Regions from separate parts of the Zea mays genome. Here all the other regions are linked to region 1. Evidence: chromatin contacts called from public Hi-C data. All regions are on one chromosome and are shown on one strand. Each heading gives the region's core, a stretch centred on a gene start, on an enhancer-like site or on the middle of the called end of the contact. The rest is flanking DNA. Distances are from core to core; before and after follow the strand shown. Region 1 holds the start of LOC103632245. Region 2 holds the start of LOC100272866 (Spermidine synthase 2). Region 3 holds the start of LOC100383160 (putative DEAD-box ATP-dependent RNA helicase family protein). Region 4 holds the start of LOC103632242 (PGR5-like protein 1B, chloroplastic).

Evidence for each region. A called contact is a pair of places that touch in the nucleus more often than the background predicts.
Region 2: a Hi-C map of ear shows a contact between it and region 1, with 1.7 times the contacts expected there. The contact joins the promoter of LOC100272866 here to the promoter of LOC103632245 in region 1. A contact is called at or near these places in 3 of 25 Hi-C or Micro-C datasets (ear, endosperm and tassel).
Region 3: a Hi-C map of endosperm shows a contact between it and region 1, with 2.1 times the contacts expected there. The contact joins the promoter of LOC100383160 here to the promoter of LOC103632245 in region 1. A contact is called at or near these places in 4 of 25 Hi-C or Micro-C datasets (bundle sheath, ear, endosperm and 1 more).
Region 4: a contact with region 1 is called in a Hi-C map of bundle sheath, with 2.4 times the contacts expected there. The contact joins the promoter of LOC103632242 here to the promoter of LOC103632245 in region 1. A contact is called at or near these places in 3 of 25 Hi-C or Micro-C datasets (bundle sheath, endosperm and leaf).

What each region holds. Positions count from the first base shown.
Region 1 is chr7:34,502,432-34,505,383 of Zm-B73-REFERENCE-NAM-5.0, forward strand. LOC103632245 reads right to left here and starts at 1,386. Exons shown (of 5, transcript XM_035960874.1): 1 at 1,093-1,386; 2 at 259-331.
Region 2 is chr7:34,976,198-34,979,149 of Zm-B73-REFERENCE-NAM-5.0, forward strand. It overlaps LOC100272866 (Spermidine synthase 2), which reads right to left and starts at 1,386. Exons shown (of 9, transcript NM_001147319.1): 1 at 1,053-1,386; 2 at 798-874; 3 at 584-706. The coding sequence starts at 1,212.
Region 3 is chr7:34,052,263-34,055,214 of Zm-B73-REFERENCE-NAM-5.0, forward strand. LOC100383160 (putative DEAD-box ATP-dependent RNA helicase family protein) reads left to right here and starts at 1,371. Exons shown (of 12, transcript NM_001175825.1): 1 at 1,371-1,830; 2 at 1,936-2,060; 3 at 2,913-2,952. The coding sequence starts at 1,422.
Region 4 is chr7:34,202,782-34,205,733 of Zm-B73-REFERENCE-NAM-5.0, forward strand. It overlaps LOC103632242 (PGR5-like protein 1B, chloroplastic), which reads right to left and starts at 1,416. Exons shown (of 10, transcript XM_008654057.4): 1 at 965-1,416; 2 at 773-869; 3 at 413-513. The coding sequence starts at 1,288.

The DNA.
Region 1 (2,952 bases), core at 136-2,635:
TTTGAAATCCAGCCAGATTTCAGAACAGATCTACACGAGCCTAGATCCACTAATGGCTGCATAGTTTCCCCGACAGAAGACATCAAATCATATAGGTCGCCACTTCTCTCATCAAATCCAGTATGATCAACAAAAAACACATGAATTCCAGATTTCCTGGTGGCATTTTAATTTAGCAGGTGTGTCAAAAATCCAGAACTACAAAAATCTGCAGAGAGAAGAGCAATAGCTACAAGGATGAGAAATGGAGAAGCATACCGTGCAGTAGACAATGACGGTGATAGAGGGCAGGTGGTGGAGTGGATGCTGGCAGCTTCTTGTTGCATACAGACTGGCCATAAAATGAAAGCACAATCATAAGAAATGCTCTAATGTATGCACAACAACAATATAATGAAAACATAATGAGACATTCATTTTTTTTCATTGATGTGCTGGCATGGCAAATACAACAGAGAGCTAAAACATGTATTTTCTTGATGAAAAATTACATAAACTAAACAAAGATGGGAAGTAAATATCACGTTTATTCTTGCTTTCCAAATGACACTCCATTTAGATTTTAGACATTTCGTAATAAACTTGATCTTGTAATGCGGCGTTGCACGTAGGCAAAACAGCACAGCACTCTAAGTAGCAAGCGACCAAACGCATGTTACGCTGGAAACAGGCAATGTGTGAATCACTCAAACGGTCAAACCCACAAATTTCGGCCAGCGCTCATCGCCTTCAAGTTCAATCCTACAATTGGATATACGAGAAACGTCCACCCCTTTCCGCCCCTTCTGTGGTGCTGGTGAGGCCCCGCACGAAGAGAAGAAGAAAAATTCATCCCTGTTCTCCCGTCTCAGCCAAGCGGAATGAACGCACGACAGAATGGAAACACACTGCACACACGCACCCGCGCGGCGGCGCGCACATAGAGACACACTATGACACTAGCGGTTTCAAGATTCTAGCCACGCCACGCCACGACATCCCGTCGGGCGAGCAGGCGTGCGCGGTGCGCAGGAAACCCAGAAAAGGACATCGGTTTCGCGGAGAAGAGGTGGAGGGCCACGCAGACGGGAGGGGCCAAGAAGTGCACCGTACGGTAGGCGGCGGAGACCTAACGCGCCACGCTGCGCGGGGGCCGGGAGGCGATTGGGCGGAGGGGAGCCGGGGTGTCGAGGCGCGCCGCTTGGGCCTTCGGTTTGAGACCCCAGACAGCCTTGTTTGGCCGCGGCTTTGGCCTCCGATCTCGCCGCGTTTGAAGCAATGGAGGTGGGAATTGGGAGCAGGCGAGCAGCCTAGCAGGGGGGTTTTGGTGTCGGGGGCTCCTGAAATTAGGTGGCGCGCAACTTCCCTCCAAAACCAAAAACATCGTTGCCAAACGGGCAAAGTGGGGAGGGGGTGTCACGTTATCCGCGTCGCTCTGTATCCTTTTCTTTTTTACAATCTCTTCTCGTTATTTGCATCCTAATAGCATCTTTAAGAGACTAGTTAAATGTCTCGTTAAACTAAATTTTAGTTAATCAACAACAAAATAACTATCCAACAGGCTAGCTATATGACCCAAAACTATCCAATTCTCCAAATTAGCTCCATCATCAATTAAATTTAGCTAACCAGCTGACTAGCTAAACTAGATAGATAATATGTTGGAATTAATATGCTACATACAGAGTTTTTTTTATCGTCGGCAATTTTTTGGACAAGTCCATAGATTCCTTTTGAGGTAAGAATTTATCCATGTTTAATCCACTACGTTTTAAAAAAAAATTAGGAAATGCCTATTCACACCACCCATCTAGGCACTTTGATCCCTTCAAGTGGTACTAGTGTCCAATCCTTGTGATTAATGCTTAATTGCATGAGAAAATAATAGTGCCAAGAGTGGAGACAATGTTGAGGTCACGGAGGAGGTCAAGCAAGTGGTCGAAGCCTTAGAACAAAAGATGATCAAATAAAGATTCAATAATATGTAAGAGGAGTTCAATAATATGAGAGGAACAAGACAAGGAGATCTAAAAGAATATGAGTGATCTCATGGGTGCAAGTTAAGAAACTTCATTTGGAGGCTCCTCTAGCAACAACAACGACGATGATGGCCATCGTGACACTGACTTGCCAAAACACGGCCTCACACATACTCATATGATTACAAGAAGATTCCTAAAATTTCAAATGTGCACTTCAATTCAATCAATGTCTGTAAACCACCCTATTTTGATGGGATTCACTATATCGATTGGACATATCAAATGAAGATGCACCTTATGTCTCTTCACCCTCATCTCTAAGAGATTGTGGATCTATGTATTACCCTTCTAGTTATAGAAAGAGACAAGACTCTAGAAAAAGCATCAGATCTCTATCAAATCTATGTATTTTTATTCTTTGCTGCTTGAATCTAGATGAGTTCGACAAAGTCAATGGTATTGAGATTACAAAGAAGATTTTGGATATACTCAAAGTTTCTTATAAAGGAGACTAGAAATTTAGAACCAACAAGATTGAGCTATTGTATGGAGAGATTAAGAGATTTGTTGAGATCTTATTACTTGACAACAAGATAAGAGACCTTGGATCTCAAGAATGAGGAGATGACAAGGTCACTAGGAAGATGTTGAGATCTTATTAAGCAAAGAATAACATTCTAACCGCCATGATTTATGGGAGGGATGACTTTGAGAGCTTGACACCACAAAGTCTTCTCTCAAAGATCATTCATCACGAGAACATTGAACAATACTCCCTCTGTCCTAGTTTATAAGGTGTAACCACATTTTATTTTTGTCCCATAATATAAGGCGTGCTCTCTCTAAGCATATGTACATCGATGCAGTAGCATAGAGAGAATTAAATGTATTTCTTGGTCTTTGAACCAGAGGTGGTTACACCTTATATATTGGGACGGAGGGAGTATGTGATTAGTGCCAATAGTCAAAATCTCAATTCAATTACAATGAA
Region 2 (2,952 bases), core at 136-2,635, 470 kb after region 1:
TTATCGTTAGATATGATGCCAGCAAGTATTTCAAATTTTCTCAGCAATAATATTATAAGCTACTAATTGCAGTTTTGGTTCGTTTTTTTTTTTTGGCATAAAAAACAAATGAAGGGTACATTCTGCTAAATAACTGTATGAGTCCAATAAAGATGCTTAGGCAAGGTACAAATCAAGGTTATTAAAACAATAAAACGTCGAAACACTCATGGGTTCAGTTTTGACTTTTAAACGTTTAAACTTTTGTTTAAACGTAGTTTTAAACAACATATGAAAAATACCAATATATCATAATTTCAGACAATAACATGAAGTTAAATACCAAAACAGAGAGGTTAGTGGCTTACCAAAACTTCACACATGAACCGGATTGGACCCAAAAGTAACTAACAGACTAGGCCCAAAAATATCTAATGGTCTAAAACGCATGAAACACTGTGTTCTACAGTTCAGAACGCCAAAATGCCAAAACGCGGTTTCAACCTCTAATTAGAGTTTTGACGTTTAAACGTAGTTTAAACGTTGTTTAAACGTAGTTTTAATAACACTGGTACAAATAGCCAAAAAGGGTCATCTCATATACCTTCTTGGGGTCTTTGATGGAGCAAAGGGGCAGGTGAGTAATCATCTCTTGGTACGCGCACTCATCCCTCTCTGTCACCTGAATAACTCCGTCGAGGACAAGCACCTTCCCGTACGTGGAGGACTATAACGCAAAACAGAAAGGCAACAGGATCATGTCCCACCGAAGAATTGCGAAGTGGCTTGGGTGCAAGCAAAAGGCAATAACAATTTACCTGAAAAACCATCACATTTTGGTAGTCTGACTTGCCCTGGAACAGAACCTTCTCCACCTTCAAGGAGTGCGCCTCACCTACCATTTCGACACCGAAACCGACCCATGAGCAAGGGCAAACACACGTGGTTGGCGTGACCCTGACCCCGCAGTGACTAAAGAAGAATATCCGAAGTAAAAAGTGCGCTCAACAGAACAGGGGGAGCATGACGATGCGCAGCGCAGCGCAGCAGAGGACGGAAAACAGGGGACGCACCGGGCCACATGGGGCTGATCTCGGAGAACCATCCTGGGATGACGGCGGAGATTCCCGCCTGCTCGCCAGCACCGGCGACCACCGCCTCGGCCCCCGCCACCGGCGCGGTGGCGTCCTCCCCGCCCTCCCGCGCCCTCTTGGCCGCCGCCTCGGCCTCCATCGTGAAACCCTGAGCGCGCGAGGGAGGAACGGAGAAAGAAAGCCCGAGGAGCTCTCGGTGGGTGTGCGCGCGGCTGGCGGCGTCTAGGGAGGACTTCTGGAGTTGGGAGGTGGGAAGCAGCGCTCGCAGCCGCGGCCTTGAGATTAGGGCTGCTTTCCCGGATGCCCGGATTCCGTTCCGTGTGTGTACTGTGTAGTAGCTTTTGGGAGGGTTTTGGCCTTTTGGGTTCCTCGCCGCGGCCGTATGTGGAGGGCAAGCGGCGCCTCACTGTCCGGTAGGGCCTCCGCTCTGCGGCCGAGTGCCGGATGCTTTATATTCTGCGAGAACAGGTGTGGCCGTATGGGGATGGGCCGATGCGGCCCCGCCTTCCTCCCACTTGCGCACTGCTTTTTATTTATTTTATCTTTATTCGATTCCATGATTCCGGGCTGATTGACGTGCCACGTGATTTACGTGTTTGTCTCTCGTATTGATCGGAGGGATGTTATCATCATCGAAAACATATTATTCATATTTTTATTCGGATTTAAATTTAAATATGAATAACTTCGAATACGAATGCATATACAAATATATGAATATTTTCGGATGCAAATACGGATAATCGTGTGTCGAATACGGAACTAGTCGGATATGGATAACGTTGGTAACAGATTTTTTTTCGGATACTGTGTAAGACATCATTTCACACAGCATTGTTGTTGTAATCGTTTAGCCACTACTTGAGTCCAAACATTTTTTAGAATTATATATGGATATATGTTGTGCCTTTATAAAATTTCATGAAATGGTAAGGCTATTAGTGTATTATTAATTTCTTTCTACATAAAATCATCAAAATACAATTAAATTCATAAAATATTCTGGTTTCGATAGAAAATTGCAAATAACTTACCAAGACTAATAAATATTCTATAAGAAGGTAACTTTAAGTCCCTACGTAAAAATGATAAAGTGAAGTATTAATTATGTTAAAACATGGATACTTAGAGTCATCTGACGTGTAACTCACACAACAAATGGAAGGTAAATGGAAACAATGTTGGCATCTTGTGAATTTATGTTCCAAACATTTTTTAGGATTGTATGTGGACATATGTTGTGACTCCGTAAAATTTCATAAATTTCAGAATCTATTTGTGTATTTCAATTTCGTTTCGCAAAAAAATCATTAAATTTATTAAATTCATAAATTATTCTAACTTCGTCAAAAAATACAAATAAGTTACCAAGACTAATAAACATTATATAATAAGATAACCTCAAGTCCCCATATGAAAATGATAAAGTGGAGTATTGAATATGTAGAAACTTAGATACTTAGACTGTCTCCAGCAACGTCCTCTATATACATCATCTATATCCGTCATTTACAGTCTTCTCTAAAAGATTTCATCTCCTATATCTACTTTCTCTCCAACAACGTCCTCTAAATCACGTCCTCTATATGTAAATACCTATATTAAAGATATTTTTTATTTTTTAATTTTTGTACATACGTATTTATCATACTCTCAAATGTATTGTACATATTTTAGTTTTATTAAACTGGTTGTTTAAAGTATTCAAATAGATAGAGAACCGTTTAGAGAAACTCTACATGTAAATGATTCAGCAGCGTTCTCTAAATTTAGAGGGCCGTTTAGAGGACGTTGCTGGAGGGAGTAGATGACGTCCTCGTCCTCTAAATTTAGAGTACATGACCCTTTAGAGCTCATTGTTGGAGATAGTCTTAGATTG
Region 3 (2,952 bases), core at 121-2,620, 450 kb before region 1:
CGATGACGCGTCGGGGTGGGCGACGCCAGTGGATGGAAGGGGGATAGGGGCACGACAGTTGTGGCTCACCATCATTGGGAGCGTGGATGGAAGGATTGTGTCCATGGAAGGACTGCGTCCATGGAAGGACGTGGGGTAGGATGTCGGGGGCGATCACCGATGGAAGGCCGCAGTTGGGAGGATGTCGGGGGCATGAGCACGGCGCACGTGGCGATGATGGAGGTTTTCCTAGGATGGCGCGATCGGGATCCTGGGATTGCGCGACCCAGAGGGGCGAAGGGGGAGGATGTCGGGGGCAGAACATGGTACACATGTGGACGCCTACAATGGAGACTTGCCAGTTCCCTAGGCCCCGCTACAGGTTCAGGCGACGACGGTGCCTGCTAGTGCGGGGGTGGAGGCTCGTGGCAGCACAAACTGCATGTGCTGACTTGGTGGCGGAGGTCCGTGGCCGTGTGATGGCCACGACAACACATGTTGTCCTAGTGGCGGAGGCCCGTGGCCATGTGGTGGTGGCGGCGAGGGCACATGATATCCTGGTGGTGGAGGCCCATGGACGTGTGGCAGTGTAGGCGGAGGCCGGTGCTGTCCCAGTGGTGGAGGCTTGTGCTGCCCATAGCAATGACGCGTCGGGGTGGGCGACGCCAGTGGATGGAAGGGGGATAGGGGCGCGACAGTTGTGGCTCGCCATCATTGGAAGCGTGGATGGAAGGATTGCGCCGATGGAAGGATGTGGGGAGGATGTCGGGGGGCGGTCACCGATTGAAGGCCACGGTTGGGAGGATGTCGGGGGCATGAACACGGCACATGGGGCGATGATGGGGGGGCGGATGATGGAAGTTTTCCTGGGATTGCGCGATCGGGAACCTGGGATTGCGTGACCCAGAGGGGGCGAAGGGGGAGGATGTCGGGAGCAAAACATGGTGCACATGTGGACGCCTACAATGAAGACTTATAGAATAGTAGAGATTGACTAGAATCATGTCAAACAAGTTAAGTTGCGCTCGAATTTTTTTATAGCAAGCGAAATCTAGATCCTCCGAAACGTACATCCTTCGGAAACCCTGCGACATCGTTTGATACCATACCGGTAACAATTTCTACCCAAAATGCTTGTCTAATTTGCTAAGACATGCTTTGTATAGATTCTTAGCTAACCGAACGTCCATCGTCGTCCATCGTCGGACGGTGGCTTATCATGGTCAAAGAGACGTCACTTTTTTACCATGGAACTATAAAATCTGATGCTTTACATAGTAGATAAGCCACATGATAGAGAAATAGACGGCTGAGGTTCACCGAGCCGCCGCTTCGGTTCTCCTCTAAAACCCTAGAAACTAACTCCCACCTCCCGGTTCCCGCCGTCCTCGCTCGCCCCCCATTCTCCGGCCCTCCCCACCGCCACCATTTTCCCCGGCGACATGGGCCGCAATCTTCCAGCCGAGCAAGTGGAAGCACCCAGGAGCAGCAAGATGGACAAGAAGAGAAAGAAGGACAAGAAGCGGAAGCTGGCAGCCGAGGCCGAGGAGGAGGCGGCGGTGACGGCGACAGTGGAGACCGTGAAGAGCAGCAAGAAGAAGCGGGTGGAGAATGAACCCGGCGCAGGAGCAGTGGAGGCGGAGAACGGCGCTGAGAAGACCGTGGCGGTGACCGGGAAGGGTTCGGAGGACCCTAAGTACGCGCCGCTACGGTCGTTCTCCGCTGCCGAGCTGCCGTCTCAGGTGCTCGAATGCTGCAGCGCGTTCGCGCGGCCGTCACCTATCCAGGCACACGCCTGGCCGTTCCTCCTCGACGGCCGGGACTTCATCGGCATCGCCGCCACCGGATCCGGTACAGTAAAATTATTTGGTTTCTGCTTTCCGTTTGGTCATTCCTTTGTCTACCCGTGTTCAAATTTGTGTTGAACTTGTTATTACGTCATCTGGGTATTGCCAGGAAAGACAATCGCCTTTGGCGTGCCGGCGCTGATGCACATCAGGAAGAAGGTAGGGGGGAAAGCAGGGAAGAAGGCTGTGCCACGGTGCCTCGTGCTATCACCAACGAGGGAGCTCGCTCAGCAGGTAATCCAGCGAATATTGTTTTTCAATCACAATACTTGAGCATGGCATGCAAACTTTGGTAATTGCTGGTTGGCTGCTATGGTGTTATATAAGTTGCTTTAGTTTTAATTTTCAAGCTTGTACACTAAAGATACCATGAGTAACTTGCAGTCACACTACATATGCTTCTACTATGTGTCACCTAATAAGTTGATTCACTATCACTGCTCGTGCTGCTAATTCATTGGATGATGAATCTTTGAAGCCTTTCTTATTTGACAATCTTTTCTGAAATAATCATTGCTTCAGGTCCAGTTGTTTTTTCGAGCTTCTACTGCTGCTTGAAGTTTTTAACATGATTTTTCCTAGAAGATTCTGTCATCAATAGCCATTTGTTTGTTGCGAAAGAGAGGAATAATAATTATTTTACCTTTTTATACAAAAATGCACATGTCATATTCTGTTTGGTGTGTGAGATAATGAAAAAGAACTATTCATAGTAATCTGTAAGAGCATCTCCAACAATACCTCAAATTGGTGTCTTAAATTGAAATATAAAGATCTACACAGAAAAACTACTCCAACAGTGCCTCATTTTGTAAAATTTTGTCAAAAACATATAGGGCACCCTCTCAAGTGCCTTAAATATACTACACCCTAGTGAGCTACCCTATAATCTAGAATTAGGACTTTACTGTTGGAGCAGAATACTTTATTGGTGCCCTAAATCATATAAAATATACCCATTTTTAAATTATAGGGCATTTTTATAGAACACGTTGTTGGGGATGCTCTAAGCTTGATTGCGAACAAAAACAATATGGTTGAATGTGAACATACAAGAATAATTTACACATTTCTGTATTTTGCCAGATTGCAGATGTACTTAGTGAGGCTGGTGCACCATGTGGGA
Region 4 (2,952 bases), core at 166-2,665, 300 kb before region 1:
GGATTGAAGAGGCTAAAATCTAGTATCTTTACTTCCAACAAAAAGCCAGCTTATTGTGTTTTTGAGCTTCGGGTGTCCGTTTCATGCATGATCCTGTCTCTTACGTGGGTTTTCTAAGGTGCCGAGAAAATTTTCCAAATCATCCGGTCACTAGTTGCCTTGGATGATTTAAGTTTGTGCTCTTTGCTTTAGCTCGATTGAAGTCGAGAACTCGAGACTCTCGCTTTCGTTTTTTGAGTGTTGCCGCTGGTGTGAATGTCTCGTTATATTCTCTAAAGTATACTCCGATCATTATATTGTTGGTTATATTGGTTATTTTCTCTGGTCGTCTTGTTGCTCCATCCTTCTTATATAGCATATCACACCATCATCGCACTAGCAAAAGGTTCACAGGCGGGTAACGAGAACAAACCTTTAGTCTCAGCTTTAGTTGATCGAATTCATCATCCGTCATGATGGGGTTGCCCGAGACATACGCCATGGCGGCTTCCAAAAGCTTCTGCTCATCTGGGCCTAATAACCAAGCAGGCAAAAAACAAATGAACATCGATTAGGGATTGGCACGAGCAAATTAAAAAAATTATGTCTGCGCGCGCGCTCAAGACAAACACTGAATGCCTCGGGGACCATCTCACTGCTATCCCACCAATAACGCATGCACGCTCGTGTACCTTGTCGTCGTCTAAGGAAATACGTTTCTAGTATACGTCATCGACACAGTAATAATAAAAAGTCGCAGGAGGGGGGCTTAATTAGTGAAAAACGCACTCACTTAGCATCACGACGCTGCTCCCTTCCCACATGAGCTCCTCCTTGAGGTTGTCGAACTCCTCGTTCGACATGATCGCCTTGCCTTCGTAGTAGAAGGCCTACACACAACACAAACACCACGCATGAAAACGCCAGCGAGCGAAACGCATGCGGCGGGACTCTATCATTCAACGACGCGTGCGTGCGTGCGTGCCTGCATCGCCTGGAGGAACTCCTGCTCCATCTCCCCGATGCTCTTCTTCTCCTTGCGGTTGATGCTGCAGTAGGGCAGCATGTTGCTGTCCACCACCTGGTCCGCTTCCGCCTCCTGCTGCTGCACTTCGCCCTCGGAGGCGCGAGGCCGGCACGGGCCGCGGGCGCGCGTGGCCGCCGCGCCCCCGACGCGTGGGCACCGCGGGGAGGTGGACGCCGCCGCCGCCGCGGCGCGCGGCAGCCGGCGGGTCGTCGTCGGCACCGGCGGAGGGAGCGGCGAGGGCAGGCGGCATGGCAGGGAGAGCCGCGCATATTGGGTGGCCATGGCGTGGACGACCGGCGGGCTATACCAGCAGGGTGGCGAGACGTAGGAGGGTCCCCGGCTCACCCGCGCGCGCGGGAGAGAGAGATACTTTTTCCTTTCTGTGTGGCGCGGAGGCAGCGTCCGAAGACTCCCAACTGCGATGGCGCGCGAATGCGGACAGCGATGGCGAAGCGATAAGGCGAATCGGAGGTGCGTGGTCCAGGTCGGGACACCTGGTAACGGAAAGACTTCCCGTATTTTCTGTGTACTCCCCTTACGCTACGCAGCTCGATCCATCAACAGCTACGCTTACGCTTGTATAAAACGGTATTACTACTCTCTCCATTCTTTTATAGGGTGTTTGGTTTGAGAAATGAGCTAGTCTATCATCTTCTCACTCCTCACTATTTTTGTTTGATTTGTGGAATAGAATGAGTTGATCCATCACCACCTCATTCCTTATAGTTAGTTAGTTAGTATTAATATGAGGAATAAGGTCATTCCACCAAATTTGAGGAATGAACTCATGATGCACCACCTCAATTTAGATGGTTTGATTTCTCAAACCAAACACTCTATTATATTTTCCAATCTCTCTAAAAGATTTCCCCCTACATATTATACATCTCCCTATGTATAATATAACTCAGCTAATTAACACATATTTATCATTTTTGATTTTTTTTAAAATCATATAATATTTATAGTACTATAATACATATTATTACCATGTCGCATGACTTAATTAGTATTTAAAACATGTTAATTAATATGTAGCGGAACATAGTGCGTCCCCTATATATACAGAAAGAAGATTTATGTCTCCTTGTATAATAGGAGCTATAGAAAAAACTGTTGGAGAGGAAATCCCTACCGCTCTCCCATACAGTTAGGGGAGCTTTAAGGGTAACACATCGGACGTAGCTCCCTCCACTGCGCCATCCCGCCACTAGCCACACGGCCTCTGTAACACCTAAAATCCATCAAGTAAAATAATACATTAACAGCCATTTAAAACTTAGAAGAGAGTAAATTAAAATTTGAACCAAGTGCTTGATTTAATTTATTTTCAGGAGAATGATTTTTTGTTTGCTAACATTTGATTGATGCTTTTTTAATCCCTTCTCTTTGAAACCCGATTTATTAATATAGGAACTTTGGTCTAAAATAAATATTTTAATTATAATTTTTTATATAATTATTATGATTTTTGAAAATATTTAAAAATATATTTATTCATATTTTTAATGGATCTATATATAAAAAAGAAAGAAAAAGAAAGAAAAACGAAACCCTAATTGGCTAGGCCAGAACCGACCCATTAGTGGCCCAACCGGCCGTCGCCTCCCCCACTTCCCTCCTCTCCCTCTTTTACATGTGGGCCTCACCCGCGGCTCTGAAAGGGAAATATGCCATTGGGCAATTTCTATAAGTATTTTGGTGATTAGATGCCTAACACATCTTAATTGACTTCTTGTGTGCTAAATGTGGGAAAAGTGCAAATCAAGGCATGAGGTATGTTTCTAAACTTAGTACATTATTTTTGAATACTAATGTGGTTATCTAAGTGCTAGAAACAATGTTGAGAAGAAAAAAAATCAAATTGGAAAAGACTTGGCTGTGTGCAGCCAAACTCCAACTCGGCCTGGCACACTGGACTGTCCGGTGGTGCACCGGAAAGTGTC